Linked DNA regions of Dromaius novaehollandiae: region 1 is linked to region 2. Evidence: chromatin contacts called from public Hi-C data. All regions are on one chromosome and are shown on one strand. Each heading gives the region's core, a stretch centred on a gene start, on an enhancer-like site or on the middle of the called end of the contact. The rest is flanking DNA. Distances are from core to core; before and after follow the strand shown.

Region 1 (6,669 bases), core at 882-3,381, 190 kb before region 2:
TCCACGTTTTGAGCAGCTCTAATAGCAATAGTTACCTCAAAGGGGTATTGTGAGCCTGAATTAATTAGGACTCCATCCTGACACGCACTGGGCCCTCTGGCCCCGGTCCAGCAGAGCACTTAAACTACATGTTTATCCTTACGCATGTGAGCAGTCCTGTTGATTTCAGTGGATCCCTATGCATGTGTTTAAAGTTAAGCATGTGTATAAGTGCTTTGCTGGAGCAAGGTCAAAGTACTCAGCACCTTGCAGCCTGAGCCCCTCATATACCTATAGAGCATCTCGAGGTCTTCAGAAGAAAGGCAGTGCTGTACGAAAGAGCCATGTGTTTATATACAGATCCACCTCCTTAAAAGGTAACCGTGAGAGACTCGGTAGATTTGGTAGTACTTTCGAGGCCAGGAGAAAAGTGCTTGTTTTTTTTTATAAGCAGTATTTAAAATATTAGCTGCTTCAGAGCTGATACAAAAAATACCAGCTGCATTCACTCCAGACAGGAAGAAAAAACATGCAAACAAGCTCACATGCACGCACACACGCCCCGAGTGGAAGATAGTTTGTGTAGAAGGATTTATAGTCTGTATTTCTGGATCCTCCTGTTTCATGCAGATGAAAATGGGCATTTTATCATCAGCGTGATGATAAAAGCACCGGGAAGTATGTGAGAACAAGACAGAGCAAGCGAGAGAGGTGGGCCTGACTAAAAGCAAAGAGAAAAAACCCCGGTGCGAGGGTGGTCCCACATTAATGAGATAATGGCAAAGTTGCAGGAATGGGAGTCGTTTGTTAAGAACTATTGCTGGTTATAATTGAGCGGAGGGGTGGGGAAGGGAGGTGTGCGTGGTGGGAATAGTAAATCATGTTTACAATGTTTTGATGAGGCCTGGAGCTGATTACGTGTGTCAGGCGCCGGCTGCCACAGCGGTTTCAAAGGGATTAGAAACGGTGCTGGCTGAGGCTCTGAGGAGGCGCTGGGGCTTTTTGTGCTATCTCCCATACGTGCTGCTCGGATAATGAGGGAAGGGAGGACACTGGGGACCGGAGAGCAAAATGTAGATCTTTGCCTCTAGGCTAAGCAAAAGGTAATAAGCAGACTAGTGGGGACATTTTATAGAAAGGGTGAGGGATTTTCTGGCAACTTGTTCAGTGGGAGTAAGAAGCTAGCATAGCAGTTAGGCTTCACAGCTAAGGGGAAGAAAAGAGTCTTGTGGCTTAAATGTAAGGCTTGAAATACCTGCTCATGGCCAGATTTTCCCCTGGCTGGAAGTGGTGAAAGTAGAAGAGACAACTGAGGATGTACAAACTTTGCAAAGCATGCTGTTTACAGAGGAGTACCTGCCTTGGGCTAGAAATCAGAAAAAGGTCTAAATAACAAGGTTCTTAACAGATGTCCCCATTTATTAAGAAACACTGTCAGGACTGCGTTCCCTCTCCCTGTTTCTTTGCCCCGTATACCCACCTCTGCTGAGCATGGGCAGCTTTCAAAAGCAAGTAAGCAATGCTCGTGTGCTCTCCTCTAGAAATACAGACACCTTCCAACACTCTCCTCCCTGCCAAAACACGGTTCCCACTGTCTGGTCCCCTCCTAGGATGGTCTCGGCATGAGAGGGCCCAGTCGCTGAATCCCTAGAAAGTGCGTTTTGTCTTTGTTCCCGTCCCGAGCTCCCATCAACACTAGAAGAGCTAGAAGTCAGCGGGGGGACAGCGGAGGGTTACAGTTCAGCATGTTTTAAAGATGTTAAAAACAGACTCGAGCATGATTTTAGATTAAACGTGTCCATAAAGTGTTCCATGACTTGCCAAGATCACACAGGAAGGCTTTAGCAATACCAGGAACCGAACCCACATTTACTAAGTGATGACTGAGGGCCTTGCCAGCGAGACCACCCTTTCTCTCCTAACGTGATCACAAACTCTTTCAGAAAAACAGCAGTAGTTTGTTTCTTTCCCCTCTGAAAGAGAGAGTGTTGTCAGGGCCCTGAGGGCAGTAAGAGCCCTAACAGCCCTGACCAGCCTCACCTGGGGCCCCCACACCCCTGTCAATGGGCGCAGGAGCCTATTTAAGCTCAGCCCAGGCACCTCCTTTCTTGCCTGAGCTGTGCTGGAGGGGTGCTTGGCTCTAGAGCAGCTAAAGCTGTGCTCCTGTCTGGCCATGGATCCCAACCTGTGCCTGTGTTTCCTGGACCCCCGGTGTGCTGGAGCCCTCCCCAAGGCAGGCTGGGGTCAGTCACTGGCTAGTGCCTTCTTACAAGGGCTGCGAGAGCAAAGCTGGGGTGAGCAGGGGGCCTGAGGGGAGGCCTGGGAAAGCGTAGGTGGGGGGTTGTGGCCTCCTTATCACTGTAAAGGCAAGTGGGTGTCTCTGCAGAAGGAGCTTCTGGCTTGTGCTTGGGTAGAGGGTATGGGCTAGGAGGAAATTGTGATACCCTCCTTCAGTCCCAGGAACAGTCTATCTAGATGTTTGGGAAAACTAGCATATGTCTCAGGAGAGTGGCTTGGCTAGGCAGAGATCTCATGACTGAGCTCTGAAGCAAACAGGCAGGGTATAGATGGCCCTTCTCTGCCTGGTCCTCAGTGATGAGGTCTCCTAGGCCTTTGCTATATAGGCAGGGCTCAAGGAGGAGAGGTGCTATAGGCACTGGGAGAGGAGGCAGGTGTTGATCCCTGTCCAGGCTGGGGGAGGGAAAGCCACTGAGGGACCTGAAATTATGATGCTGGAGCACCTGCTCCAAGCCTGCAGGTGCCTCAACTCCAGGGATGACTCTCAGCTTGGCTCTTATCTTCTCCCTAGTGCTCTAACTCTGGCTTTTTTCATATCCCCAGAGGCACCTTTCTCTCAGTAGCCACCTCAGTACTGAGAAGATGTTGTGGACAGTGTTCTTGGTGTCTTGTTCCTGGTTCAGTTGGGCTGTGAGCACATGGTGCAGTGATGCCTGCTCTTCCACTGTGTGCGTGGCCCTGCTCTTATGCAATGCCGTTGTGTCGGGACCCAGGGAGCTGCGGTGCAGCTTTCCCCCATGCAGGGCAACCCATGGCTGCCTCCCTGGGCACACGCCCTGGATGATGTTCTACAGGCTGTGTGCCTGCCAGCAAACCGCTGAAGCTGTGATGCTCTCCTGGTGCAATTTCTGCTCCCTGTGCCAAAGAGGGAGGTGGAAGCATGAGTATTTAGCTGAATATCCCCGAGGGAGAGGACTCTCACCCCCAACTCTGGGACCAGAGTCAAAGAGTGGGAGGGAAAGGAGGAAATCTTTGTTTTATGTGAGACAAAACCTGAGGGATGGAGGGTGTCCCTCATTGCTTAGGATGTTTCAGATACTTTAGTATCTCTGCACTGTTCCAGCATTCAGAATACCTTGTAGGTATTTTAATATGTGTGTGTGTGGGGGGGCCCTAAAAACTGTTGCAGTCAACAGGTGGGTTGGATTTTGCTAGACTTATTCACTCTAACTAGTCCTTTATTTGGTTGCCTTGCCTGAGATAGCTTTGAGAGAGAGTCTCTCTAGAAAAGGATCTTTACCCTTGTTTTATGGGAATAGGAATTTTTGCCTGCTGAAGCAATAGAAATTAATTTGCATTGATGTAAAGCTGGTGACAACAGACAATCATAAACCTGTTGAAAAGGTGGATTTATGCAATTTCTTTACCTTCAGTGCATCCTTTCTTGGTGTACTAACTGAGCCAGTTAATGGTGAAAGTGCCAGTAAGCTGGTACTCATTCACCAGTGAGCTGTGCTGGAGAGCAGAGCTGGGGACTGTTCTTTCTATTGCATGGCTTGAACTATAAATGGGGTATTGATCCAAATACTTCTCTCCTTAAGGGTTTTCAGCAGTGGATGAGAAGTGATGGTAGCAATAGCAGGAACTTGGAAGCTGTACCACCTCTTCTCCAGGATGAGAAGGAAAAATCAGGAATAAATATTTGGACTTTTCTGAGAAAATGTTAATGCTATAAAACAGTGTCTTGAGATAACATCCCTTTCTTTTCTGAGATGGTTCTGATCTAAGGCAGGCTAAGTGTTGTCCTGACTGTAGTCAAATCAGGTGACTACCTATAAATGTGTGTGAAATACAAGAAAGTTTGAATGCCTGAAAGCTTAACTAAATCCTGTCCTTACAGTGGTACGGTTAGGAAGACAGGGCCCTCCTGATGTCTGCTGCAGACAGCAGAGGGAGCTGGTCACCTGCCTATGGCAGTGGCCAAGGCCGGAGCTGCTGTGGGAGGCTGAGGGGCTCTGGGCTTTTGCCTGCTTGGGAGCTGCAGGTTGCCTACAGTGTATTGCCACCCAAAAACAAGAGTAGGGAGGGCTTCCCAGGCTTCATCTGTGTAACCAAAGAGCTCAATGGCAGAAAACAGATTGCCAGCAGACTTCCTACTTCATGCAGATTGCATTGGTCTGTCAATGAAGAGCTTCAGCATACCATGGCTCCATTAAAGGTGCCTTGCAGATGCATGTGTCTTAACGTCAATATATAGTGACAAAAATTGTCATTATAGTTAACATTGCGTTATGTTTCAGTCCAGGTTGTCAGTCAATTTCAGCTGAGAAATAATAGGAAAATAACTTGTAGGATGTGGATTACAGGACATAACCATTAACTGAACTCTGTAGCAAGTCATGCTGTAGCTAAGAACTGCTTCACCTAGTGCTTAAGTAATTGTAAACATCAAGTTATCTCAGAGCACCAAGGCTGGCAGGCCAACATAAAAGCTAAGATTTCTTTCTGGATCTCAGATGAATAACTTGGATCCAAGAAGGCTTAAACACCTGATCAAAATAAGCCTTTGAAGTAGGCTATCTACAAGACTAAGCTCTGCTTCTATTTAAGGCATGAACTACTTGGGTCACTGAAATGTTCATGCTCTTACAGAAGTGCAGGGTTAGCTCTTTTTCTCCAGCTGAAACATTAGCACTGACCACTCTTACCCAGATAAAACTGGGGGAGGAAGATGACTCTTTCCATCTTGGGGTGGTACTTGATATTCCTCCCCTTCAGTCTGCTTTGGCAGAGCAAACCTTCAGTTAGAAAAACAACGGATCTCTCCTGAGAAGCCCCAACTCTCCTTAGTTGCTTTGCTAACCTTGAAGTCACATAGACAGTGTTGAAGATGAGCTTTTCCAAATCCTTGCTGCTCTGAGCTGGGGAGCTGTATGCCAACTTCTCCATGGGACTGGCACTGGCTGTGGCAGGGGTTGGGAGTGTGTAAGGTGGCCACTCCTGCTCACAGTTTCTGATTATACAGATGGAGGCTCTTCCTCTGTCCTCTAAGTTTCTTGCTCAAAACCTAGTGGAATATGAGTTTTCAGCTGTAATGCCACTTGCAGGTGGGTTATATCACAGCTCTCCCCATTGTAGAACAGGGAGGAAGGCTGCGGTGACCACAGCATGGTGTCTGGTACCCACAGCACTGGTTGGCCCTGGAGAGGCAGTGCCACAGGCAGGCCAAACCGGTGCTTGCAATTCTCAGTATGCTTTCCTTCCTCCTGGCTGGGCAGAGTGACTGTTCAAAGCTGTGATAACAACCTGACTCTCTACAATAGCTTTGACTGAAGATGTCCTTCCCTCTTCTTGCAGGACAAAGAAGAACATACAGGCTCCTGGAGTAGTGTGAGGGGCACTGTCCTCTCCAGTGGAAGTGCTTCCTATGTTGCCATGTAGTTCTTCCACAACATACTAATGCACTTGTACAGTTTGAAAAGGCTTAAATGTGCTTCTAGAAATAAATGCTGGAATGTGACATGTCTGTGCAGCTCCTTGCTGGTAGAGTGCTTGCAATGCTGAGCAGCATCTCCTGGTGGTGAGCTGGGTCTGAAAACTATATCCAGATTAATGTATTTAACTTGATAAAAGCTGCATCCCTGTAGAAGCCTGTCTTCCAAATGTATGTATCCCCACTTGCTGCTAAAACAAGCCCCTGATAGCTGGCTGGACTCCCATAGTCCTGGAGTAGTTGCATCTGTGGTCAGTAAACCTGGCCTGATGGGCCCTATGCAGTTGCCCTATCTGCATGCTTGGTCTTTGGTGTGGAAACAGCCACAGTGGTACAGCCCCTGACATAGTCATCTGATTACTGGTGTTGAATACACTAGCAACTTGCTCAGGTTTCCTTGATGGATCAAGTCCACCTTGTCATCAATCTTTTAGTCAATTTTATTGTCTCTTTCATAGAGACAGAGCTGCTGGTGGACAGGTACAACTGGTGATATTGAAGTAGCCTTGTAGTATGAATCAAAGGAAAGAGGAAACCTTGGATGTAAAGAAGCTTCTGTTCATCCTACTAAAATCTTAACTTCTAGAATATTTAATGTGGTCTTGTACTTAAATGATCTCTATTGCTTTGTGGAATGAAAACAATAAACAGTTTCTGATTGCTTAATGGCTTAAGTGCAGCTGGGGCATGCAATCAATCTGAAAAGCAATTTATATTTCAAAACTGTGGAGGTTATTGCTATGATGCATCTAACCATAATGACAAGGGGAAAATATAACTTCTTTTGAGAGCTGTGGAAGTGCTCTGTGGCCAGTCAGTCAGATGCACTGCCAAGTGTGTCCTAGGCTGTGGAGAACTGAGCAGGGCTAAAGCAGTGAACTGACCAAACTAGCCAAAGAGGTACCTTGGAAACACTGAGGCCTAACTTAGGTGAGTGCATAAAGGGAGAGGATGAGTCC
Region 2 (6,152 bases), core at 2,835-5,334:
TACATGTCCATCCCCCTAAGTAGGGGGAATGATTTGGGCTGAAGTGCTTACAAAAACAGTGTTCATGTGAAGTGCCAGTGGACATCATGGGCAGAAGGACATGGAAAAGAGACAAGTGCAAAAAGCAGTAAGAACATGTTTAAATAGTGGTTACTGTGTACGCAGCTAATCCCTGGCTGATACTGTTTACATGTTCTGTGCAGAAATACCATAGTCATCGCATTACTATGAAACTAAAATCTGTATTTTCAGTGACGGATGTGGTAATTGTGCGGTGCTGAAGCGGGGAGCGCAGTGCAGTGTGCCTGTGTTTGCCTGGGAGATTTAGCCACAAAGCTCCCATTGAAATCCTTAGCTAAAGCCCAGGTTGAGCCGAGAATCTCAGCCAAGTGGGTGGCTGCTTGGCTGACAGTGTTTTCCCTTGTTTGTTGTGAAACCACTACAATATTTAGTGCTTGGAGGGCTGACAAATACCCTAATGGGACTAAGTTGATGACTCTGGAGAAAAGTTTTTTAAAAAAAAGGAAGACAGAGGAAAAGCTCAGCCAAGCTGAATATACAATGCTGTAAGCATATGAGTTCAGACCAGCTGTCTACATGAGCAAAGCCGCTGCATTTCTCTGCAACAGGCAGCACAGGCAGCCCCTTGGCTGCAGCAGCAACCAAACTGCCTTTAAACATCACTGTCTTAATTTTGTTCATCTAGAAAACATACCTGAGGGATACAAAATCAAGTATACTCAGTTATACTCAGCCCTAGTGAATTAATAGCTTGCAGTTATTTGAATAAATACTAGAGAACCAGACTACAACTTAATAAAGTTGTAATTAAATTGTGTTGCCTGTGCGTTAAAGGTGAATACAACTCCCTCTGAAGTCAGTGCGAGACTTCCTTGTGGTCTCTGCCCATTGGCTTATGCCCTGATTTTCAGAACTGATAGTGGTTTTGCAGTAGATACACCAGATGCTTCAGGGGAAACTCTCAACTCTTTGAAGTGTTGCCGTGCCATATGTTCATCTCGTTTGATGCTCCTAGCCCCAGTCAGCAGATCCATGGGAATGCACATGAACACATCTGTGCATTGCTTGAAAAGAGCTGTGAGGTGCCTAAAACGGCATCAGGCGCACACTCCACCCCGGGCAGGGTGTCAAGGGAACCTGCCAAGCAGCCAGAGGAGGCTCAGAGGCCCTGCAGCCTCTCGACACGAAAACAGCCCACCTCTGCCGATACAGGCTTGTGCAGCAAAGGGTGAGCAAACAGAAGAAAAGGATCCAGCAGAAAGCTTCAACCAGTAAGTCAACAGGGTGATTAAAGAAAGGATGTAAGAGGGTCTTTACATCATATCACATTTCCCATCCAACCTTGGAGAAGTGGCACGAAGGGGAGGCAGGTGAGTGGAAGATGTCAGGAAGCTCTTAAGAAATGTTATGCTGATATGGGAAACTGCTTGGGTTGCTTCTGTTCTCATCTCTGCCCAGACATGTGATCACTTCTACCTTTTTTTCCTGGACCAGGAACTTATGCACCTATTATAAAGATAGACATTTTTGTAAAACAAAAAATCATCTTTCTTGGCATTATAAGAATGTCCTACTCTCTATCAGGCCAGGGTGCTTCTCTACAGGTGTGGGTCACACAGTATTAGCATCCTGACTGTGTTAATTACCTTATACATCCTAACCCCACATGGAGAGCTTGCTGATCCAGACTGCTGGAATTTACTAATATTCTTTATGATGCTGCTACTTGGGTTGCTTTTGACCTTTCCTTAACAGTGTTTTTATGCCAGTTATGAAATGGTTGCCGAGAGCCTAACTCCCGGTACCGTCTAACATGCCACCAAGGGAACATTGCTTGCCTTGGCTTTTTCCTTAGTCTGTGAATGGCACCTGTAGGACTTGAGTGAACCTGGGGAAGGAAAGCAGAACAAGTAAAGGATGGCTGCCCCCCGCCAAAGTCTCTCTGCTAGACCATGGGCCGTACTCGCTCACCTCACCAGTGTCTGCTGCGGGTCTGCAGAGGAGCCCTAGCTCCACACTCACATGCTGACGCTCATCCTGTTGTCCCGAGGTGAGATATTGCTGTTTACACAGGGCCTTTTTACATCACAGGACGGAGAAATAGGCAAAACCAGGAGCACTTACATTCACGTCAGCCTGTAGGCGCGTGGGATGTGGAGAGTCCCGCTGTGAGTGAGGGTCAGGGCCTTCGTAGTCTGCCTGTGCTGAGTATCCTTGGCCTGCACGGAGGTGAGCTGCTGTGCTTGGCTGCTGAGAGAGATCAAATGTACCAAGCCAGAATGCATTTGCTCTCCCTTTCTGGGGATCCATATTTTACAGGCACTCACATTAAAAATAAGGAAGAAGTTCCAGCCTGCAGCAGATGCGGAGCTGTTAGCTCATCCCTATGCTAATCCCGATAGCAAGCGCACAGCGAGCTGCCTAGGGAGCCCGTGATGCTTTTTGTCACTGTACCGTGCTAGTGTGAGAAAGACACAGGGTTATTCCCCTGCAGCCTTTGCTAGATGAAAGTTGCATGTCAAAAATTGGTTGATAAGATGGATTTTGTCCCTGCTGCAGGTAGAATAGGAAGCTAATTGGCTCTATTGTTATTATGCATCTTTCTCACGTCTCCTTTTAACAGTCGGATGGCAATTAAGCTTGCTTTATTCCCACACTGAGCTTTTGATTCTTTCCCTCTCCCCTGGCCCAGCCGAACCCCTCCTTTGGCCGCTCCCTCAGGACTTGCAGTGTGAGGGGTTTGCTGCCGATACTCTGCTGCTCACCAGAGACTTCTCCAGACAGATTACAGCGAGCTCTGGCTTTGGAAATGTAAATAAGTGTATAACTTGTATAAAAATGAGGCAGTGCTGTTGCTTTTATGCTCTGTCTCTCCTCACGTGTCCAGTTTTTCTGACAGCATTTCCAGGCTTCGGTGGTCTGTTTAATCACCATATGAGCAAAACACTCCCAAACGCCTGCTCAGGATCTGCCAACACAAACCGCAGCCTGTTTCGTAGGGTCACTGCAGCCTCTCAGAAAATGCCCACCATGTCAGGGGGTGGCACTCACTTTTCCACCTCTGGCAGCTAATCTGGAACTTTGTTCCTCCAACACACAATGTTACCAGCAAATATTTTGGAAATCAGGAGAAGAATTTGAATCATCTCCACTTCCCTCTCACGCTGCATCCTCCACCTCCCCAGTACTTCTCCAGCATGTCCTGTGACTGGACTGGACTTCCTGGTCTCTCCTCTGAGGTAAGGCCCTGCTGGGGAAGACCTTGTGCCTCCAGCTGAGGAAGATGGTTATTCCTGAAAAGTCATTTGTTGTTACCTCTGTAAGCTCAGATACACTCTTTAATAATATTCCAGGTTGCTCCCTCTTTGCCTAAGCCCTCAGCAGCACCACTGAGTAAAATCTAAATGATTTTGATCTGGTGTGACATTGGTGGCAGCTGGTTTTGTGAACTTTACGATTTTATAAATACCATTACAAATAAAGCGACTAATATTTTCTGCCTTCTCATATTGTCCTACATTCTAAAAATATATAATGGCAACACTTTACTAAGGATAAGTGTATTTTTATGGAGGGATAATGAGCATGGTTTCTTGCAGAGCTGGACCCTCAGAGTATTTAATTAAGCATGGGCAGCTAAAGAACCTGTCTGGATCTGTAAGCTGCCTGATGAAAGGGACTGTGAATGTGCACGTACAAAGGGGTAGCTAGGAGCCCTGAGGCTTGCTCCTACAGAGTGCTGGCAAGACTTCTGCCTGAAGCATTTCGTTTGTAAACGGTCTAGACAGTGGACTTGATTCTCTTCTGGCCCAGGAAAGTGCAGACCAGCAATTACCCACACAAGTCAGCAGTGGGTATATGTGAGATGAGACTGGGGCCTAATAACTCTTGAATACAGCACAGATGGCCAGCAGCAGGTATTGTAGAAACACAGTCTGGAGCAATTTTCCCTGCAGTTATATTCCTTGTAAAGCACAGTAAATACCATGGCCCCGATAGTGAGCTGTTGTAAATCAGAAAAGCTCTTTGAAATTGCATGGAGCTATGCCAGCTTGCACTACAGGAAAACCTGGCATACCTTCAAGATCCTATTTATGTCCAAGTTACTCAGGCAGAACTCCTAACGATCCCTGTAAACCAGTGGCTTGCATCGTAAGAATACTGAAAAAAGGTCATAAATCTTTTTGAAATGATCTAGCACTCCATAAAGTCTGTTATGAAATCTGCATGCAACATCTGCTTCCACTGTAGACCCTTGGAAGCCACCTCCGCAGGAGCAGTTCGATGTACGTCCATGAGTAAGTATCTGCAAGCCTGAGTGATAAAGCAGTCGAGTTTGTTTTGAGGCATCACTCAATCCTGAGGCCATAAGTAAGTCCTCAACTTTCTTTTCTTATTTTTCCTAGAGAAGACCTCATGAAAGAAGTATGGTTTCCATGACCTTTTCTCAAATACCTTTGATCTGCAGTATATTAATATTTTTTTACCTGTCAGTTTTGAACTGAGTGAAACAAAGCGCACTGGGCCTAGGCAAGCTGTGCGCTGTGGTGGGTGGGTGCCTCCCCCTGCTCCCGGGCCAGTGGCTCTGGGCTGGCACACAGACAGCTCTTCCACCCTGGCCTTCACCACCACCTGCCGCTGGCCACGCAGGGGCAGAGGGCCCGACTGCCCCGGGGAGGTTCTATTGCAAGAGCAACAACAGCATGTGTTATGGGAACAGGAGATTCTGGAGACCATTTTAGAGAGCTAGCCCTGTTACTGTGAGGGGACAAACCAGATGGGATATGCTGTGGGATAACCAGGTAATGGATGTGATGTGCACGTATCAGCAGACAAGGGGAAAGTTGAGCTTACAGAAGACCAATGGCTAGAGAAGCAGACCAGAGAAACCACTTTTTCATAAATGACTGATGAGGTCTGGGTGGGTTTTTTTCCTCTATTAGTCATGTTTCTGTTTGTCAGTTTTGTGAGTTCTCATTCCATGGTGAGTCCAGGAAAGACGAGAGAACAAATTCAACATTTTCCTGCCACTTTTGTAAACTGGAAGAGTGCTCCTATTTAAATGTGATCAACCTAGATAAATTGACACTTGAATAAAGGAGAACAGATTTTGATTTAAAAGGCTTCATCTACTGTTACCACACTGTCACTATGTTCCACTCACCTAATAAAATTTACAGTTGATTGTGACATTTAGCAATTCACAGAAGGCAGTATGTCTTGCAACACTAATTTTCCCCTACTTTCGCTTGAACAGAAATGATCGGTCATTCTTGATGGGATGGACAGACCACTGGCTTTTGATTTGGAGAAGATCTTTTGGCCCATGTGAAATGGCAATAGAGCCCAGATGGAGGCATCTGGACAGAGACACAGCTCTGGTGTGAAAGCTTGGTCCGGTGTAGACAGTGCTGTCAGAAAGGCATGAAGGAAAACAAGTTCCTTGCTGTGGTCAGCGTTGCCTATTATCTGAAGGTGCAATAAGCAGACCTAGGAAGCCAAATGTACCTTTTTATTTCATTATCTTAGATGGTTTCTGAATTTAAAAGCACGGAGTCATAGATTTTTGGAGAGACCAGCTGACCTCCTTTCCCCTTAGGAGGTGATCCGAGGATAAATGACTGCAGAGGCTGATGATGTAGTTGTGAAGAGCGCGTAGGTTCCATAATACCCACTTTCATAGAGTAGGTAGTTGCTAGTAAAGTAACACTCACTATAGTACTGTTTTGTCAGAGCAGGGAAAACTGAACTGCAAGGTGCTAGTGTGAGAAATCGGTCTGCTAAGAATGAAGGTAGCCCTTGGCCTGAGGCGCAATTTCTATGGCTTAATGAGAGCTTCCTTGAGGCTGCTAACCAGTGGACAATGATAGGGTGGCCAGTTTAACAGTAGCTCATGGTCTCTCCTAATAATAAAAACCCTTTTGCTGGGAGAGGAAATACTGATGTTTATCAAAGAAAATAAATTGCTGATCCTACCATTGAGAAATGTTGCAAGGTCAACCTAGATTTTATTTTTAAGGAAGTTTTTCTAACTCTCCTAACATGTGAGTCTTTGTACCATGTTTAAAAGCTTATCACTGCAACTGTAAGACCTGGAAACATATTACCTGCATTCATCATCAAAATATTTT

Evidence for each region. A called contact is a pair of places that touch in the nucleus more often than the background predicts.
Region 1: a contact with region 2 is called in a Hi-C map of brain, with 1.9 times the contacts expected there. The contact joins the promoter of OTOS here to the enhancer-like site in region 2. A contact is called at or near these places in 2 of 4 Hi-C or Micro-C datasets (brain and ovary).

The regions. Positions count from the first base shown.
Region 1 is chr9:25,703,382-25,710,050 of bDroNov1.hap1, reverse strand. OTOS (otospiralin) reads left to right here and starts at 2,131. Exons shown (of 4, transcript XM_026109727.2): 1 at 2,131-2,222.
Region 2 is chr9:25,516,498-25,522,649 of bDroNov1.hap1, reverse strand. No RefSeq gene overlaps it. Among named protein-coding and RNA genes, the nearest start is that of GPR55, 130 kb to the right of the region's middle. Within about 2 kb of position 4,084, at least 1 of the 2 cell types and tissues checked has open chromatin away from gene starts, as enhancers often do.